3 separate regions of the Sus scrofa genome follow, and regions 1 and 3 are each linked to region 2. A link is a contact called in public HiChIP or PLAC-seq data. All regions are on one chromosome and are shown on one strand. The core of a region is the stretch at or near the end of the contact, and the rest is flanking DNA. Distances in the headings are between cores, read along the strand shown.

Region 1 (4,435 bases), core at 387-2,886, 140 kb before region 2:
TAGTTTTCTTTTCCATTCATGCTTGTTTTGAAAACATTACATGCCTTGCAGATTACATGATAATTATACTTAAGGGCTGCCAAGGCGCTTCAGGAATAATTACCATATGATTTGCAGGTTTTAGAGCTCATGGTAACACTTTAGCGCTGGGAGGCCTTCTTTAGTCATTCACAGCAATTACCCTACTCTCACAATCTTAGATTGTTCCTTGAGACCGATGAGAAGCCAAGGAGGCTAAATGGGACGTGTTCAAAGGACGCAGGGAGGTTTGGCGAAGTTGCACGGTGGTCCTGACTGGAAAGCCGGCCAAATCAGAGGCTTTTCCTGGAGTCACATGAAGGCCAAAAATTAATACAAACTAAAACCTGCTTAGGAACCTTTCTTGTAATCAACACAAAAGTGCCTACTCCTTCTTTATTCTTCATGGAAGCCTTGAAAAGTGATTAGAAGCAGCAAGCCAGTCATTTTCACCACTTAAGAGAAATTGCTTGTGATAATGTTTCTAACAATGACCACCTAAGTGGTAAAGCCTTTGAGGATTTTGCCTTCTCAGCGGGTGATGTTTCATCGGATCACTCCCCTCCTGTGTGACACCCTTTTCTTTTCCCATGCTGTAGACACTGTTCTCTTTAATTTCTATGTCAATTCCTTTTACATTGAGTCAACTTCTGTGTTTGACACATAGTAGGTGCTGGGTAGTTGTTTACTAAGTTGGTGGTGATCAAATACCACCTGGGAGTTGGAGTGAATGTGTGGACATTAGTGATTAAGGAGTGTGTGCGATGTTAGCGAATGGTATTCGGTTATGTGCCTCTTTCTCGTTTACTCATCACCCAACATCCATGTAATACCTACTAAGTGACAGACCACAGGCTGGGCATTGGCATCACAATCAGGAACAAAACAGACAGAAAGAAACAATTTCTGCTTTTGAGGAGCCTGATCTAGTGGGAGATACTGAAAAAAAAAAAAAAAAAAAAAGGCAATGAAAACAGCCCAGTAACAGCTATGTTTAGAAAGCAGAGAGCCCTGTGGACACTTGTAGGATATGCCCCAACTACAGGCTTAGAGGAGGCGAACAGGTCTCCCCCGATTTTTAGACTGAGACTTCAAGGATCCCTAAGATTTGGAGAAGGTTAAAAGGAAGCACGTTTCAGATGAAGAAAATAGCCTGGGGGAGAGCCTGCCAGTAAAAGTGAGGTGAGAGACTTTGAGGGAATGAAGGGTGAAGGCAAGGGAAGAAGCAAGGTAGGACAGGTGGACTCAGGATTTTATGCATTAAGGATTCAGGAGAAGGAACAAGGAGGGTACAAACAGTTTGGGCTCAGGACACTCACTTTACCTAACAGGGGACTGACTGGGTTTAGAAGGACCTACTAGAATTGAGAAATATACCAAAATCCAACCACAGCGAGAAGAGAGAGGAGAGCATATTTCTGGATGAGGCATTGGGAATCTTCTCAATTTTGCCCAGTGTAAGGTAACAGGTTGGTTGGGTATATGGCCCCTTCCCTTGCAGGATAATTAATGAGATTTCCACAAGAGGGTGCCCTTGCAGAAGAAAGTCCTTGCTCATCCATTCACGTCCTTTTTGCCTGACACAGCCAACCTCCAATAAAGGAAGGCCCTGAGAGGGGTGCAGCAGGAAGACATCCCTGATGAGGACAGAAATTCACTGGTCTGCTTAAATCCCGTGGAGCTGAATCACAGTTGTTCTGTGATTCCAAAACAAACGGTTCCTATTGCCATGTCAGTACCTATATCCTCATGCTGTATCACTCTTCAGAAGCTTCACACTATTTGTAATAGCTCCCACTAAATTCATACTTATCCTATGAGCAATGAGCTGCCTGCCTTTGGCATCTAGAAGGATTCAAGGTGAACCTTTTGGCTTCTTTCAGTTTTACACCACATGCATCACCATCAGCTCTGCTACAAGACCAAGAGATTGTGTCCTCTTCAGGGTGACATACTACAGTCATGCAGGCATCTCTAGAAATATGCCCGTCGCCTTAAAGTCACTCAGTTTCTTAGTGATATTATCTTGGAACTTCCACCCATTTCCTCAGGAAGTGCTATTAGCAGTACAGGATGCAAAAGTTAGTCTAATGAGCAGATAGCAATGTGGGTGTTTTAAGGCCAGGCTATGTCTTGGCTGATTGCTTAAATGAAAAAGAATAAATGGACTCTTTTTTGTTTTTTTTCTTAAGGATCCCTTTTTGGAAAGGCAATCCCCTGCCCCCACAGATGCTGACTCTGTAATACATGGCAGGTAAGGAATATTATCTGACATGACTCCTCATTTGCCCTGGCACTTTCCGAGGCTCTAGGAAGGCCCTAGCAATTTTGTACTGTAATTCTGTTTTTCTTTTCCTTAAAGGGGGCTTCTCAAATTATATAAATTTCAGGCTGTCCCCATAAAACCTTGATTCCCCAGATGTTATTTCTATGAAGCCATATTTAGGTCCACCCTTTCAGCAGCAGAACACCTGTCAGCCCCTGCTAGACTGAACAGGTCCAGGACAATAGCAATTGTTTCAAGTAGCACGTACTTCCACCAGCTTTTCTCCCCTGGTCTTTCTTAAAGGGACTATTGTCTCAAAGAGAAGGAAGGAAGTGAATACGAAGAGGAAGTTATGCCTAAATCATTTTTTAAAATGCACTTGTCCCATGACACAACTTTTTCCCAAAGTGGAAGTTTCAGGTGAGGCTAAGGGCAGTGTATGGAAACATGTATCCTTGAGAAACTGAATTCCTTCTTTACCACCTTCCTATTCTTCTGCCTAAGGATCATTCTTGAGCTTCTCCGAGTTTTCCTAGTATCCTCGCTATATCCCCAGGCTCGCTGAATTCATGGTCCTTCTGCCTGTTTTTCTTTTATCCTCAGCACCCCCAGAGATACGCGTACCTAATTTTCTGCATAGCTGGCTTCGGTGTCTGTGATGGACACAGATACATGACTTGTGTTTTCCCAGAGCCATTCCCATCCCTGCCTGTCTCAGCTCCCTCCACATCATTTTATTCCGTGTCATTCCCCTCAGCCACTTCAGCCCATAAGGCTAATGGAGACAGTGAACTCAGCCTGCTTTTTGTCCATCCCTGCCACAGGAAATCATTTCCAACGGCATTTCCTCTTTGCAGTGGCAAAGCAGGAAAGAGTCTTGTTCTTTGTGGCCTCAAGCTCACAGTGGCAGAGGCTGACTTACTATGAAGCATCCAGCTTCAGGCAAAGAAGGGCAAATGTGCAGGGCACATGCAAAATGCAGGAATGCACACTTGTACACACACATTTAAACTTGCCTTCAGGTTTCACCGTGCTTGATATGCACCTGGGTACAAGCCCATTTCAAGCTCTTTCTACAGGTTGAATAAGTGCTTGTGAGGGAGCCCATTTTTTTTTCTTTGACATTCATTTAAGCTAAAAGCAAAAACTGCCATCTGTACTCCTTTGATACAGTAGATTGCTAAAAGCTGTTCCCTGTCAGACCTCTTCTTGCAGTCTTGGCGGGGAGAAACATACACACATGACACTTCTGTCATTCACATGTGAAACACACAGATTTCAACAGAATCATAGGTCCTCTATAAAGCCATCAGGCTAAATCCAAAATTCTTTACAAGGGCTGCCTTTCCTTCTATTGCCCGTAGCAGAATGGAAGGCATTCATTTTGCTTTCAGGTTTTCTGTTTTGTGCGTGCGCCTGTGTTTTGTTTTTGCCGCTGAGGGCACCAAACATTCCGTCTGATCTCCAATTGTGTTCCACTTTCTTCATTAACACTTGCATTTAAGCAGCTCATTCTCATTCTTTCCGTTTTTCCTGTTCTGCGTGAACTATCTGCTGGCAGTTGCCATGCCAACCCCAAATCCCGGGGTCCTGCCGCTAGATCACAAGCTGCCATTAGCGTATTTTTAATAGCACCTGATTGCCCTCCAAAGACCTTCCAGTAGCGGAACTCCATTAGTTCAGAGTGTCACGTGATGTGACAATATTTACAGACTGGATCAGGAAGAGAAGAGGCTGAGCTGCACAGCCAGTCTCCAGGCTTAGTCTCCATGAGCATCAGGGTAGCACTTTGGGTCTCATTCACAGGGAAGATCATCACAATTGTGTGGTCTGTGAAGGTACCATTTCCTGTGCCCTGGAGCTGATTTATCATAATGCGGAATCTGGAGTTGATTTATCATAACGTGGAATGCCAGTGTGACCCTCAAGCAAGTGAAAGATTTCTCTCACTTGTACTGAAAAGTTAGCCCCTCTCCACAATTGAGGGACCTGGACCAAGGTGGCAATCTTGCCATCTTGCTCTTCCCAACTAACACCAAACTGAATGGAGCATGCAACACTGACCAGAAGTCAGTTTCTCTTCAAAAAAGAGTTAGGGAGGAAGCAGTGAATTAGAATGGTTTCAATAATTAAGAGAGTTGAAAAGAAAGA
Region 2 (4,728 bases), core at 490-2,989:
AAAATCGAGGTTTAAAAATACCGCCAGCTAGATAATCCTAACACTTTGCAGGCACAACTCTTAGATGGGAAACTATGCTAAGGTAATCAGATGCAATAATTTTAACTCATGAAGATTTCACCACCTTGTGAAACTGGAGCAGATCACGCCCTACGATCACGACCGCCTCAGTCTGACTGCTGAGGGGCAACCTGTGGGACCGCTGGTAAACCACCACTGACAACCTGGAACACAACGGCACCGCAAAGTGAGCATCCTCTTCCAGCAGACCACACCACACCAAAGCAAGCTCTGGACTCTCAGGGCCTCTTCCATGTAAAGAAGTGTGAAAGAAGGGAGTGCAGAAAGGAAGAGCAGTTTTTACACTGGGCTCAGATTTCACTTAACTCTCCCCTTCTACCTCCCTGATGCCGAGCCTTCTTTATTCAGTGAGAGGGGTTTTCAGCAGCAAATTCATCACCTGTGTGCAGTGATCTCATTTCCTGGGCCACACGTTTTATAATCGGAATGATCGTAACACTGAAAACCGCTGCACTATTACTGGTTGTAAATCTCAAGGTGGGCCACTGGGTTCTGCCCCCAAAATAACAGCTCTCCATGCATCCCTGAGCTCTGACTCATTCATTTACTCCACAGACATTCACTGATTACCAAGGCCGTACCAGTTCCTGCACAGGTACTGGACCAAGGGTTCACAGGGGTGCAATCTACTCTAAGGTCCATGAAAGTTAGGGTTTCCTTCTACTTTGTAGGAAGAGATTACAATCAACTTTACTAGTTCTTCTAGCGTTCCCACTTGGTGATGAAACTTTTCCACATCTGACCCCACCATCCTGCTGGTAGAGGAAAAGGAAGAAACGAGGCATCACAGCCTCAACTGCTACCATAGAGGGCTGAGGCTTACTCACCAGCGGTCAGTGTTTGTGTTTCAAGTTTACAATCTTGGAGGGAAGAAAGGCATGCAGAAATTAGCCAGCTACAAGTAGAATGTTGTGTGATGAGTGTACAAAGGAACAGATTATTCCTGCTGGATGTACTGGGGTGAGTCTCATGGAGCAGTCAGTTAAATTCACTCTGGAAGAAGAATTTTATTTTACCAGGAGGAGCATTCTTTCCAGGACTGAGCATGGAAAGGCACAGAGGGAGGGACTCCTGGGGCATGCTTAGAATAACAAGTGGCCTGGTCCCTCCAAGAAAATATATTCTATAGCAGCTAGAAATTAAAGATGAGTTCACATAGTTCCTGGCAGAGCTGCCCAGCCATAGAAATTTAGGAAGGGCTCAACATAGAAGTTGAAAAAAAAAAATATTTGAAAGTATAAGGTGGGGGAAGCATAAGGAATTCAAGGCACAGGGCTTACCTACATCCCTCAGTGAGAGACTTAGGGATGAGTCCAACCTCACTTGAAGGGGCCAAAAGAGCTGGTGAAATCATTTCATGTTAAAAACCTTGCATGTGATGCCTCCTAAGGTAGGAGTCTGTACTGTATGCAAAAGAGATTCCAGAACAATCCTTCTTGGTCTTGGCTTACCCCGACTTGTGTGGATCATGTGATAATATTCACTTAAGATGGTCACCGGACTACTGACTAAATTAGTAACAGCCAGTAGGCCTCAAATTGTAAACAATTTTATGATGATGATGTAAGTGTTGGCTTGAATTGTGAGTATGTACGTCTGGCGGATCAGGAAGAAGGACAGAGAGAGCGAACCAGCTGGGTGTGTGTGGTTGCCACTGATAAGTACATGGCTACACTCAGACTAGCAGGAGAGAAGCATGGGGCCTCTTTTCACATGGCTGGCACAGCAGCAACACTTTCTCTGGCCAAGTGGACACTGGTGAACCTGCCGCTTTCTCTGAAGAAAAGAGGCTAAGCGAGCTCCCTTCCCAGTGCTTCCCAGTTAAGGGTCTTCCTTCTCTCTGGGCCAAGGAGAGTAAGAGGCAGCAATAAATTAGGCTCATAATCCATCAGAAGGTGTATGTGAGGGAGTGTGTGTGCTCTTTTCTGTTGAGCGCAAGATTATGGTCAATAGGGACCCGAGGCACAGCACAAGGAACTCTAATCAATACTCTATGATAACATATATGGGGGAAGAATCTGAAAAAGAATGCATGTGTGTATGTATAGCTGAATCACTTTATCATATAACAGAAATTAGCATACTATTATAAATCAATTATACTTCAATAAAACCTTTAAATATGTAAAAAAAAAAAAAAAAAAAAAAGCAAAGAATCCAAAACAGGCTAGAACTTGAGTGAGGGCCTTGGGCCATGTTGAAGATGCCCGCCTTCTGGCTTGACACGTCTAGTCCTTGACTTCTAAGGACTGCCTTTGCGAGCACAGAGGCCCTCAACAGGCAGGACATCCCCTGCTGCAGTAAAAAATGCATTATGTGCTCTCCTGTAAGCATATCTTCCTAATGCATGCCTTTTTATCCAAAATATGCTTTTCTCACATCTATATCTACTCAAATATTCCCAATTTCTCATTCACTCAATACATTAAGGACTGGTGCTAAGCCCTAAAATTCTTAAGAAGGCATAGTACCTGCTCTCAGGGAGCAAAGAGTCCACTTCTAGGTTTCAAATGTTGTGCTGATTCCAATCAGTAGTTAACGGAACAATATGGTAAAGATTTTGAAACCATAATCAGGCTGAATACTAACAATGATTGTCAAGACACTGATTAGCCATGTCTGCCTGACACTGTTGGAAGCAGGAGCCAGGGGCGGCATGTCATCTCTGGGTCTAGCTTAACATCTACCTTATTAAAAAAAAGTCCCCAGTAATACCACTCTTCTGCATCTTACAATTCAGCGCTAGATTATATTGCAAGACACTGTTTAAGCTCATCGTGCATGTTAGTCTTCCTGCCACAGCTAGAATACAAACCCACTGAGGGTACTGGCCAATTGTGCCCCTTCCAGAATTCAAAGACCTGGGCATAAAGAAAATGCTCCCCCCTCCCCCTGCAAAAAAAAAAAAACACCCAAAAACTTGTTCAGTTCATATGAGAATAATGCATAACCCTACTGTTAACTCTTTGTCATTTTCTTCAGTACTTTCAGACATGGCATCTTTGTTTTCTTGGAATCGTTTTCGTAATATCACAGAATTTGATTATACTGGATATAAGGGAAGGCTTTGAAGTTCCAGTTCTGGGAGCAAAGCTCCTGGATACCAGAGGGGATTTTTAGGGCTGCAAGAAAAGTTGCTTTGAGTTTTGAGCTCCACAGCCGGATCAAACCTAGAGAGCTAGCACTGCACCAGGTTGTTCAGAGTGTGGCTCTAAAGGCTGGTAAAGGTGAGCAATTGCAAGCCGCACTTTTTTTGGGAAAGTGGTCTCATAGCTTAATCACAATTTTTTTTTCTCTGTTAATAAATAACAGAAAATAATTTGCTGCGGAAACTAAAGTTACACTCACTTCAACTCCCTAGCTCTTTAGAAGAATATAAGGATACAAATTACTTCCAGTTGACCAAAACTAATGACTAAAGATTAAGTCACTCAGGATGAAATTTTTAAAAGTCCAACCTAATAAAGATTAGCATGTACAGACCAAATATTTATTGAACTTCTAACATATATTTAATACTTTATTACGCACTGTATACGAAGCTTATAAGCCCTCTAGGGGCCTATAATCTAGCTGGTCAATGAAAGAAATGCATGTGATCCAACTAACAAATAATGCAGGAGAGTATAATCCAGTGTTATACTGGGTTAATACCATGCCATTGCTACTAATAACTGAATTGATAATTTAGAATTTAGTTGAAAACCATGCTAATGCTTAAATCCCAAACTATTAGAGCTGCTAATACTTGTCATGCACTAACAGATCAATTTCAGGATCACTGTTATTTTTTAAACCACTGAGATGAGAGATCTTGAAACTGTCTCTAGGTGCAAAATATGTCCAGAAGCATCCATTTCAGATAAATTTAGACCCAATAAATTGTATTTTTAGTAACCATAATTTCTACAGATGTGGGCTGAGATTTATGGTTAACTTGTTTTCCAATTCAAAGCAAAGCAGCAGTTTAAAATCAGAAATTTTTAAATGTATCTTGAGCAACTGAGATAACATAGTCCAAGGCCAGTACATTCAATAAATTTTCCCCTGGTATATTCAAATTGGATTTGCTGGTAAGATATCCTTATCCCTCGTCTTTTCCTTTATAACAAGGGAATTATTCAGATAATTTAGGCAAATCCCTTCCCACTGCTTCCTCATACCAGCATCATTTTGAATAACCAAGATGAATGAGACAAAAATCAAGGTTATTTTTTCTAATACATAACTATTCAGACGATTATTTCACCTCTCCATTTCACTCTGGTTGTGAGAATAAGGCTTTAGAAGACTTTCCAGCCAGAAACAGCACTGAAAGAAATATGTGCAGGAGCAAGGAAGCCACAGTACTTCACTCCAAGGCTCCCAGTCAGTCCAATGTAAATGAACACAATGTATAAACCTCATAATCTGGAGGTTACTCATTTGGCTTAGTAAAGCGCCCATATTTTAGAAGTGTATTTTTCTATTTTAAAGCATTCATCTTAAGAGTTGAAAAAAAGTGAATTCCTTCAGTGTATTTATGAAGATATGATTTTCATACCAGTTTTTAAGAACTACATCAGATTAAAATAGAATGATACTTTAAATAACTGTTTATTCTAAGATTTCTGCTCAAATACTTTCTCTTTCCTGAACTATCTATTT
Region 3 (4,428 bases), core at 1,580-4,079, 210 kb after region 2:
TAAAGCAAACATTCTTTAGTTTTCAAAAGAAATTCAGAAACACTGAGGTCATGATTTTTATTAAGTCCTAAAATTACAGCCAATATCTCAACTGCATCTTTTGACAGACCTTTAATCAGTTTTTAATCACATTCACCACAAGTACCAGGCACTGTAATCAAAATTTTCCTTGAACTTATTGGACTTGAGAGGAGTATAATCTTCTAGAAATTCCAACACATGCTTAACTGAACACAGAGATTTCTTTGGAGCCAAATTTTATTTTAGTCCTCTTTTCTGATTAGAAATTAAAATGAAAAATATTTAACCATTAGGTATATCAAAGAAATTGAATGGCTATCTGTACCTTCAAGGGGAAGTACTGCCAGTTAGGCAGGACCCACATAAACTAATGAAAGGCTCAGTTCAGCCATAACAGATAACAGTTACTGATACAATTGATTTATGTAAATGCTTTAACTTTTGCACTTTTTTCTTTCTCCTTTAATACTGAAGAGAGTCAGAAAAAGGAGTTTTCAAAGGAGACTGGAGGAAGAGAAAAAAGAAGCACACTGGAGAAAAGTCACACAGCAGGGAAATGCAATGAAAGTTTTTGATGGATCTGCATCAGGTATTAGAGAGTAATAAGAAAATAAATTAAAACAGCAGAGAAAGAAGAGAGCCTTTGAAAGTCCGCCAATGTTTCAATAACAATAAAAATAATGCTAACAGAAAGAGTTCCTGCCTGATTTGTGTTTGGAACTTACAGTGCACTTTCACCCACTCACATTTTCTTTCCTAATCCTCACAACAACTGGTTGAGGTTAAAAAAAAAAAAAAAAAATTACTTAGTTTCATACCACCTACTACTACTGCCGTAATCAAATTATAGGAATGGTATACCTCCTCTTAGTGGCTTTCTGCACAGAATCTGCACACTCTAACTTTAAATATGCAAGTAGAGTAGTGGATTGAATCATCCACAGCATGAATAAGGTCTGCTAAAACTGTTTTGATCTGACAATAGTATGGATTGTTGATTTCCTGCATGTAGCTGACCCTACCTCTCAGTGCTCATGTCATGTATCACATTCTAGAATGCTTCTTTACTTAATGTGACTTCTGATGACGTGGCCAGTGTAAGACATTCTCTTTAATGATGAATTTGATAGAATTAAAAAGGCAACTCTAGGGGCTTTTCTATGAATAAGATAATTCTGTAGTGTTACTTGACAAATCTTTTAATTAAGTTAGACCTAATTAAATCCACAAAAATTGAAGAGCTGACATTTAACTGGAAAACTCTGCCAAGTTCTTCACCCTATTTGTGAAACTTAAGCTTTCAAACAATGATTGGTGGGTCAGAAAGGGAATGCTAACAGTTTCTAATAGAGTTGCTGTTACAAAAATACTTCACCTCTTTTGTTATTTTGTCATTTAGGACATGTTTAGTCTAAAATAAAGCAGAGGGCATGAATATTATTCTTTTGGCCTGGGTTCTGGCCACATGAGACACATATGGCCTCAGTCAGAGCACACTGAGTCAGCATTGTGGTCTAGAACAAGGAAGAATAAGCCCTAGACTGGAGTTCGTGTCCATGGAGCAGAGGCCTACATGGACCAAACAGCTAATGGAGTTGAGTCATCAGTGTCTAAGGGCTAAGCCAATTATTTCCCAAATGAGAAGCTTTTTAGAGTACAAATTCACAGATCACTCCTTGGATCTGCCTCACCCACATTTCTTGGAAGCCTTAGGGATCTGAATCTTTCAAAAGCTTCCCAGGTGATTGGATGATCAGTAAGTTTTGGGAAACAGAGGGCTAAACTAAAATTATTCTAAGTGGGCATAAAAGGGGGAGAGGAGCTCTCCATCTGCTCATAGACAGAAAAAGCCTCCTTAAACTACTTCTCTAGCATCCAGTGCTGCTAACTAGCAGTTTGATTACAATGTGACTCTTAGTCCTTTCTCAGCCATCTGTTTGATTGATTGATTGATTTTTATCTCTGGAAGCTTTAAACTTTGAATCCCAGAAATTTTATTAGGATGTAGGTATTTAAGGGCACTCAATTAATTTGAAGCCTTGACACCTTTGGCTCAAGGCAAATTCCTCTAGCTTCTCTTCATCTCTTCCATTTTCTGTGGTCTCTTTTCCTAGAACTATTATATGGGTGTTTAACATCATGGTTTAAAGTTCCTGTGTTCTAATTCTTAATTCATTTTTTTCTATCCCCTTCTCTTTTTTCTCCAGATTTTAGGGTATTTTATTGTCCAGAACATTAACTCAGCCTTCAGCAATATTTATTGTTTTCTTGCATTTGATTTTTTTCTACTTTACCAATGAGATTTTTAATTTACAGGACTAGTTTGTACTCTCTAATTACTCATCGCCATATGAGGCTTTTCCTCCCTCTGCATCCCCCTCCCTCCTTCTTTGCTTTTCTTTTAATGGATAATAGCTCCTTGACTTTCTCTAAAGATATTTGTAAGTGTTTCTTATTAGGTTTTCATCCATTTCTTGAATTATTTCTTTTATAACCTTAGACCAGGGGTTCTATTAGTTCACCTTGTTCCTTCTACTGTTTTTCAGGTGGTTATATATCAATAGCTGCCATGGGGTACTTCTACAGTGATATAGTTCTAATGTTCTACTGGGCTTCAACTTTGATTGAAAAGGTTGCTTTTAAGTTTTTACATAAATGGATAGGGTGGGTCAAGTAGACAATATCTCTTAAGGCTCCCTGGGCATGGGCGGGCAGACAGGCTGGGTACCCATCTGTTCTACCCCTTGCCAACTTAGGAAGATGTGTACTTTGGCAGAGGAGCACTTCAGAGCTTGAAACTCCTGGCAGAGCAGTCTGTTCCCTTTTTTCCCTCTGTGCCTGTATGCATCTCAAGTTACCACATGATCTGTTCTTCTTACTCAGATCCCTAAAGGCTTTATCTTGATAATACTTTTCAGGTTTATCCTGCCATTGAATTTCACTTGTGCCTGTCATCTAGCATAGTGCGGGAAGTGAAAGGACTGAACCATTTTCTTGCCCAGATTTAGTTCCTGTTTAATTGTTCCAAGGGTTATTCCTTTACTTTCCTCTCCTCTGCATTAGGTCCCTCTCAAGCTGGAGGTTCTAGGATTGCATTCTTTCTAATGTGCAAAAATTCTCAAAATTTTCTGCCTGCTGATGACATCCTTCCTCCTTTACCAACACTGCTTACACACACACACACACACACACACACACACACACACACCCCTACACATACACTAAGCCACATAAGAGATTAAGGGATAGGAGGAAATTTAGATATGTTTTCACCTCTTATAGTAACTTCTCGTAGATTTCTCCCACATTAAACTACTGATACATTCAATGCCAGGCACAAACACAAACATTAAACCACATCTTTTCTAATATACATAAGAAGCCAGTAAACTGAAAAACCAACAAAAGTCATAGGCTAATGACTTGTGTTTCTTCACGAAAGCATAAGTAGAAGAATTATCTTTTCCATCAGACCATTCTTATTTTCTTTTTCAACAAAAGAAGTTCTATGTGACAAGGTATCTTCTCTGGTAAAGAGGCGTATCAGTAGTTATAAACATACCGTTTGACAACATATAATCGCATTCATCATTTAAAAAATACATAGTCTCAGAGAAACCTAAAGTGAACCCATCATCATGGCCTACTATATCCTGTAAGTTTATAATAAGAATGATGCCTCAAAGGTATATGAAAATTTTCATTAATAATTCTCAATCTCTTGGATAGTTATAGACCATCTACAGTTACCGGTTACACAAGGAAACTGTTTCCTGCCAAAGCACAGAACCACTGGCAGAGGGTTACAACCCCTCATTAATCTGTATGCATGCTTCCCTTGGAGACTGAATTTTGAAATCACATATTTTATATTGTAAAAATCACTCAGGCACTTGCTATCTCCCATCTGCCCATAGTGAAGAATCAAGAATCACTCAAAAGTCACATACCAATTCTATGTGTTCACCACAACATTAATCGTAAGTATATATGTGTACACACACACACACACACACACATCATCCATTTGTGGTATAAACTCAAAACTAATGGCTTAAGTGCTTAAGTGTAAAATATTTTCCAGTGAACACCGCATCATATTGTGTTGAGTTTGGAAAAAAAATATATTATGATCTTTTATGTGTGTATGAAAATATATTGGACAAATAAATGTAAAAATGTGTGAGGAGTTTTAGGCAAAAAAGTCGAGGGAGGAGTTCTCCTGTGGCTCAGCAGGTTAAGGATCTGGCACTGTTACTGCCATGGCACAGGTTCTATCCCTGGCCCAGGAACTTTCACATCCCACAGGCATGGCCAAAAAGAAAAGTCTGGGGACTAAAGCATCTATGCCATATTTGCTGTCTAGAGCTGCCTTGCCTCTGTAACTGTGTCCAAATTTCTTTTTCT

The links. HiChIP or PLAC-seq counts read pairs in DNA pulled down with a chosen protein or histone mark.
Region 1: an H3K27ac HiChIP or PLAC-seq map of skeletal muscle shows a contact between it and region 2. The contact joins two enhancer-like sites. A contact is called at or near these places in 17 of 47 Hi-C or Micro-C datasets (alveolar macrophages, brain, embryonic fibroblasts and 9 more) and 2 of 2 datasets of contacts at active chromatin or transcription factors (alveolar macrophages and skeletal muscle).
Region 3: a contact with region 2 is called in an H3K27ac HiChIP or PLAC-seq map of skeletal muscle. The contact joins two enhancer-like sites. A contact is called at or near these places in 4 of 47 Hi-C or Micro-C datasets (embryonic fibroblasts, liver, skeletal muscle and 1 more) and 1 of 2 datasets of contacts at active chromatin or transcription factors (skeletal muscle).

The regions. Positions count from the first base shown.
Region 1 is chr2:117,988,707-117,993,141 of Sscrofa11.1, reverse strand. No RefSeq gene overlaps it. Among named protein-coding and RNA genes, the nearest start is that of YTHDC2, 12 kb to the left of the region's middle. Within about 2 kb of position 1,636, at least 11 of the 83 cell types and tissues checked have an H3K27ac peak or open chromatin away from gene starts, as enhancers often do. A contact at or near this core is called in alveolar macrophages and skeletal muscle, where this site is marked.
Region 2 is chr2:117,843,597-117,848,324 of Sscrofa11.1, reverse strand. The region is part of intron 5 of NREP (neuronal regeneration-related protein); the gene reads right to left. Among named protein-coding and RNA genes, the nearest start is that of YTHDC2, 160 kb to the left of the region's middle. Within about 2 kb of position 1,739, at least 24 of the 83 cell types and tissues checked have an H3K27ac peak or open chromatin away from gene starts, as enhancers often do. A contact at or near this core is called in alveolar macrophages, embryonic fibroblasts and skeletal muscle, where this site is marked.
Region 3 is chr2:117,631,107-117,635,534 of Sscrofa11.1, reverse strand. The region is part of intron 2 of NREP (neuronal regeneration-related protein); the gene reads right to left. Among named protein-coding and RNA genes, the nearest start is that of NREP, 130 kb to the right of the region's middle. Within about 2 kb of position 2,829, at least 10 of the 83 cell types and tissues checked have an H3K27ac peak or open chromatin away from gene starts, as enhancers often do. A contact at or near this core is called in embryonic fibroblasts and skeletal muscle, where this site is marked.